2 separate regions of the Columba livia genome follow, and region 2 is linked to region 1. A link is a contact called in public Hi-C data. All regions are on one chromosome and are shown on one strand. The core of a region is the stretch at or near the end of the contact, and the rest is flanking DNA. Distances in the headings are between cores, read along the strand shown.

Region 1 (3,023 bases), core at 202-2,701:
TTCCTCTCCTTTTTATGCTGTTGCATCACTAATTCTCTTCAATTGATTCCACTTGGACACCCAGTACACAGGGAGATCTTTGGGTGACAGTGACGCTTTAAAACCAGAAAAACCTCCCGCTTGACCAGAGTTGAAGGACTCAAGCTTAAGTTTATATGAAAACATTTCTGATAATTTAATGAACTCAAAATCTGGTGGCAACTTCGATGTGTGTGTTGCTGTGTTTTTGTAAATGAAATAACTTTGAACAGGAACTCGCTGCTGCTTTTTGGGTGGCAGAAACAACAGCCTCCCCGCCTCAAAGGAAAAATAACCAACCAAGAAAACAACGCTGGGAGCTGGGATGTGATCAGACTCTGCTTTTGGAATGGTAGATAAGTAAATGGTGTGTTATTCTAAGAGAAAAGTGACTTGGAAAATAGCTGTTTAGTTGTTGGCTCTGTCACTTGTTACCTCTCGCAGAAAATGAGCATATTTTCATTCACACTGATGTACACGGGGGGTCCTGCAGTGCGGGTGGAACTGGGTAGAAGAACAACTTATAACTGACTTGTAAGATACTCCACGGCAGTGATTTACTATCCCCCCTTTCCACGGCTCCTGTAGTTGAGCTTAAATGGGTTTGTGTTAAGGTGCTATTTGCAGAAATTCCTTGTGTGTGTCGTGGAGCTTTTACCTGGTGGTAAAACCTAGAAAAGTGAGATTTTCAGTGGCTTTTGCTCTGGCAAAACTCTGAGAACGAAGGTTGTTTCAAGTCCTGTGCTGTGTGGAGTTACGGCCGAGCCGTGCCTGGGTTGTGTTGGTCTGTGCACAGCCCTTTGCCCAGGTGAGCAGAGACGTGTCCTTGGCCAACTTAGAGCAAAACTGGTTATTTTTCCTTTCTCGTCTTCCCATTGTCATCTCGGGTGCTTTTGACTTCGTTAGATAAACCGCTCTTGGGAGGAAGTGTGATCTGAGCGCTTCCTTTGGAAAGCACCCAACAACCTTTGTGTCTTTGTGTGGTCAGTGGCTCAACTCCAGGACCTCGGTGCCTGTTGTAGCTGGTTTAATTTCTCCACCACCTTTAAGGCTTCTCTTTAGGTGTTTGTGTTTGGCTTAGTTGCTCAGATTTATTATTATTTTTTAGATATTTGATGGAGGAAACTGCACTGCACTGCGTGTCTTTTGTGGGAGCAGGGGAATTGCCACCTCTCTTACTGCAACACTGTCACCTCGCAATGATTTTCAGGCCAGTAAATGCTCTGTCTACTGCGTGAACTTCAAATGCTCATGTTTTAAATGATTTATTCTTTCTTTACAGCAACAGCACTTTCCATCTGTTAATAAATACACCAAGCACGGGCTTCACCAGACTGAACATCGCTTCAGCTCTTCCCCACTCGAGATGAAATAAACCTCCAGAGCCCACTGAGGTTAGGGCTGGTTTAAGACTTTAATCCCTGCAGAAATCATGGCAGGTGTGTCCTGCCCTGGAGGAGTCTCCAATGAGACCGTTGCCAATGCCAGTTCAGAATCCAGTTTGGACGCGGATTTCCAGTATTCCTTGTTTACTGTCATCTACAGCATCGTCTTCGTGCTGGGGCTGGTAGAAAACGTGGTGGCTCTGTACTGCCTGTCCTGCAGAGCAGAGCACACGGCTCATTCCTACGTCTACATGATCAACCTGGCGCTGGTGGACACCTTGTTCGTTTGCGTGTTGCCTTTTAAAATTCATTACCACCTGAACCGAAACAACTGGATCTTCGGGGACGTGGCTTGTAGGGTCACCGGGACTTTGTACTACATCAACATCTACCTCAGCATCGCCTTTTTCACCTGCATTTGCGTCGATCGTTACATCGCGGTGCTGCACCCCTTCACCTACATCCGCATCAGAGCCGCCCATTACGTGGCGGTGGTCGCAGCCCTCTGGGTGGTGGCTCTGAGTGTCGCGGTTCCTCTGGTCCTCGGTGGCCCTCTGCACAACAGCGGCGAGAGGAACGCGACGGCGTGTTTTGAGAACTTCCCTTCGAGCTGCTGGACTTACCGCATGGCTCCCTACAACATCCTGGCCTTGGTTTTTGGGTTCGTGATCCCGTTTTCCATCATTCTCATCAGCTACCCGCTCATCGCCAAGAGGATCTCCCAGATCAAGCACAGCGTCCGCAAGAGGAAGGCGCTGAGCACCATCTACATCATCCTGGCCATCTGTACTTTGTGCTTTCTCCCATATCACCTCACGCACTTGCTTCACTTTTTAATGAGAGTCCGGGTCATCCAGAATAAGTCGTTTACCAGCTTGATCTACAAAATGCGGAGGGTCACCCTGGCCCTCGTGAGCGTCAACTGCTGCCTCAACCCCCTCCTGTATTATTTCACCTCCTCCAGCAAGCGCTGGAGCTTCAGCCTCAGGCTCCGGTTCAGGTCCGAAAGGGTTTACACGATCTACGACCAGAAACACAGGGAGACCTCCTATGTGTACAAACTACACCAGAGACACGGAAACAAGAAACACAGAGATGGCATCAACTGATTTACTTAAAGTAAGTACACGTTTCATCTCTCCTACTGTTTATTTGAAAACAAACCTCGGAAACCAGTGCCTTTGACGCAGTGGGTGTTACACAAGGGAAGACTGGAGGGAAGTGCCGTATATTTTTATTAGCTGTGTATTTTTATGAGCCAACTGGGACAGCACCAGGGGAGCTGTATTCTCTGACAGTCCTCAGGACTCTTTAAAATGACTCCCCCAGACAGGTTTCTAATGTGAGAAGATCGCAGCTAAACAATACAGACCATCACTGCAGTAATTGGACAAACGCCGTAATCGCTTTATTAAAATAGGAAAAAACATTGACAATGTAAACAAAATAAAATGTGTCTTGGAAGCGGCGCTGGGGCTCAGGCCGTGCTCTGGGGAAGCCCTTTTTTCAGCAGGGATGTGAGAAAACTGCCCAGCTCCTCGTCCTGGAGAGAACACAGAGAAACAGGATGGACGCGTCTTCCACTTACCCACTGGGGCAAGAAATTCAACAGGTACCTAG
Region 2 (2,978 bases), core at 150-2,649, 58 kb before region 1:
GAGCTTGGCAAGCCGCAGTCAGAATTTATCCACTCCAGCGTGGCTCTGTGAGGAGGAGGGATCGCAGGGGACACCCCGGAGGAAAATTCCAGCTCATGCCACTCAGGCTCATGTGAAAGGACACGGGTGAGCGTTGCGGGAAGGATGCTGCAAGGCGCCAGCATCCCTGCCTGCCACCCGCTGCTCACACAGCCGGCTGGAAACGCGGTCCCTGCCACGGATCATGGATCGTGCACGTGGAACCTCATCCGATGGGGTGATGGGATCCAGCATCCCGCAGGCTCAGAGAACAGCAGCGATGCCTCCAGAGGTCAGCATCGTATCACCAGTTGGAAGCTCTTTTTCAAACCACTGAGCATCCGTTTCTGAAGGGAACATCCTAGGAAGCCAGTTTCCCAAGACGTTGCTCATCTTCTACATTCAAGCGGGTTTTAAGCTTGGATTCTGCTGAACTAGAATCAGGGCATCTCTGGGCCCAGTGCTCTAGCAATAAAACTACAGAACAAGCTTTTCCAACCCATTTTTTTGGAATATTTCCTCTTCTTTTTAACTTGTTCCAGTTGTACATACTGTCCTGGCTACACTCCTAGAGCGAGCACTGACAACTGCTTCATAGCTGAGATCCTCAGGCGCGGACAAGCCAAGATACACATCCACACACACGCACACAAAGGAGACAGCAGAAGGCACTAAAAATAACTCCGTTAATTGAATAGCCATCCGAGAGGGCTCAAATGCCGCAGTCATCATTCCACAGCCATTTCCCAGCGAGGGACTCACACTGCTGGGCACCAGGGGAGGAGGATGCTCTCCAAAGGCCGGGGGGAGGGAGCATTTAAGCACGTTTTTCCCTTGTCCCTGCAGTTGGTGGTAGGGAAATGCTGTTTTTCACAAGCCCTGAGTCACAGGCAGCGGGAGCTCAGGCCTGTGAACAGGGTGGGGTGGCTGGGAAGGGCTGGACCACATCAGCTGGGGATGTGACAGCTCTGGGAAGGGTCCTCCTGCTTTATGAGTTGGCTGAGGCGAGCGCAGTCCCAGAGGTGCCACTTCTGGCAGCGAGCGGGGACGCAGGGGAAGCCGCACAGCTGGCGCAGCGGCGCTTGCAGACGGAATTGTGCAATTCCAGAGGTTTCTGGCCGGGGCTGCTACCTCGCGGCTGGGCTGCACGTACTCCTCAGCACTGGTTTTCAGAGGGAATTTGAGCAGCATCAGAAAAATCAGGGTTGGATTTTCTCTGCTCGACACAAACACACCTTTTCTCTGCTGCTCATTCACTCTCTCCCCACCAACACTGCTGTACAGGTGTTTACTGTTCCCAAACACTAACAGTCCCAGGAGAGCTACGTGTGCACAACCTCTTTTCCTTGTCATTTTTTTTACTGGGAAACAGTCTCCCTACCTGCTTCACGAAATAATTAAATGGACTCGATGCAGCTTCTTCTGCAGCTGCACGTGGTTAACCCGCATCCCAAAAGCGAGCATCGTGCCTAATGTATTTTGACAGGGGCATCGCAGTATAAAAGTGGGTCAGTCCAGTGCTGACACCCTGAAGCTTCCTTCTCTTTAAAACACTTGTGCTTTAAGCTCCTACTGAGTTACAGACTTAAAATTGCGAGTCTGGCATGAAGCCACCAAGCACAAAGCACCTTTCTCTTGTACAAGGGTTTGCAGGTGCCGTGGTTGGGTGTTAGGGATGGAGAAAGGGCAGATTCTAACTCCTGGGGCTCTGTTAGCGAGATACAGTAGCATTAATATGTCCCGTGACACCCTTAAACATAGAGCTACACACACCCTGTGGAGTTTGCTCCCAGTTTGATCCATTCACAGATCTGCTGGTCTCCTAATGTCACCAATTTGAACGCCAGGCTTCAGAGTGTATTCCTTTCACAGACCCCACCTTTGCGCAGTGTCAAGTAAGCCAAACACCATCAACCAGCGCCTTGAGAAAGACGTTGCCATCCGCCCCCAGAAAGACAAGAGGAAGTGGCATCTTACCATGTGATAGTTGATCATTTCCTGCAGACTGTCTCCAAATTTGTCCAGGCACTCCTGCAAAACAAGGCGAAGAGAACAGGTGGTGAATAGAAGCAGCTGCTCTTCCTTCCCAGGGGTTCAACATCTGCGACAGACCCTCATGAAGCCACTGAAGAGCCACCCCGCGTTTCAAAATATCTGACATTGAAGCCACAGGCTCCCTGTCCTTTCCAGTTCAGTGCTAAAATCCACATCACTACTCGCTTGTGTAGGCTGGTTACCTGTGTTACCTAAATAACTGATGCTTACTGACCTAGATTCCAACCACCTTGCCAGCACTGTGGCTTCTTAAAAGTCCAGTTCTCTCTGCAAATAATGAATCTCGCTCTGACTTTCAGCATTGCATCATCAGATGGTCTCCAAAAATAAAATCTCACACTAAATGGCTACCTATACTGTATAAGGGTCTTGGGTAATATGGTCCATTCACAGCATCGGCAAACTTAACACTCCCCAGCCCTCACTGTGTCCCATCCTCCATCCCGGGGGGTGACTTACCGAAATCATCTCATCCTTCTTGCACTGCTGCGACAAGTCCCGGACCCCGCTGACGAAGTGCTTGTTGGTGGTGATGTAGGCTTTGCCCGCTTCGATCATCCCGCTGCATAGCTTCACCAGCTGCGCGAGGAGAGGGGGGTGAGCACCTGGATTTCACCTGTGCCAGCACCGCGACGCCGTTCACGTTCCCGGTGCGGATGCACCAGCAACCCCGATTGCACGTGGCAGAACCGGGGATGCTGCCGGCATTTTGCTTGTCCCTTAAGAATAATAATTCCAGGCTGTCCCCTGGGGACAAATGAATCAGGGCAGCCCATTTTTAATTTTTTTCCATTTTTTTTTCCTCTATCCTGAAGTATCAGGGCTGCAATAAAAGGAACCTGATCACACAGATTGATGGGGGAGGTAGAACTCCCGTGTGCTGGGTGGAATGTCTAGAATCTCTC

The links. Hi-C and Micro-C count contacts between places; a contact is called where the count stands out from the background.
Region 2: a Hi-C map of liver shows a contact between it and region 1, with 4 times the contacts expected there. The contact joins the enhancer-like site here to the promoter of LOC135575238 in region 1. A contact is called at or near these places in 2 of 2 Hi-C or Micro-C datasets (crop and liver).

The regions. Positions count from the first base shown.
Region 1 is chr21:2,030,613-2,033,635 of bColLiv1.pat.W.v2, reverse strand. It overlaps LOC135575238 (lysophosphatidic acid receptor 6-like), which reads left to right and starts at 1,451. Exons shown (of 2, transcript XR_010467480.1): 1 at 1,451-3,015. PUSL1 (pseudouridine synthase like 1) reads left to right here. Exons shown (of 10, transcript XM_065037916.1): 10 at 1,301-3,023. It overlaps INTS11 (integrator complex subunit 11), which reads right to left. Exons shown (of 18, transcript XM_065037904.1): 18 at 2,790-2,946. The coding sequence ends at 2,881.
Region 2 is chr21:2,088,367-2,091,344 of bColLiv1.pat.W.v2, reverse strand. ACAP3 (ArfGAP with coiled-coil, ankyrin repeat and PH domains 3) reads right to left here. Exons shown (of 26, transcript XM_065037890.1): 3 at 2,533-2,652; 4 at 1,996-2,049. Among named protein-coding and RNA genes, the nearest start is that of ACAP3, 34 kb to the right of the region's middle. Within about 2 kb of position 1,399, at least 1 of the 3 cell types and tissues checked has an H3K27ac peak away from gene starts, as active enhancers do.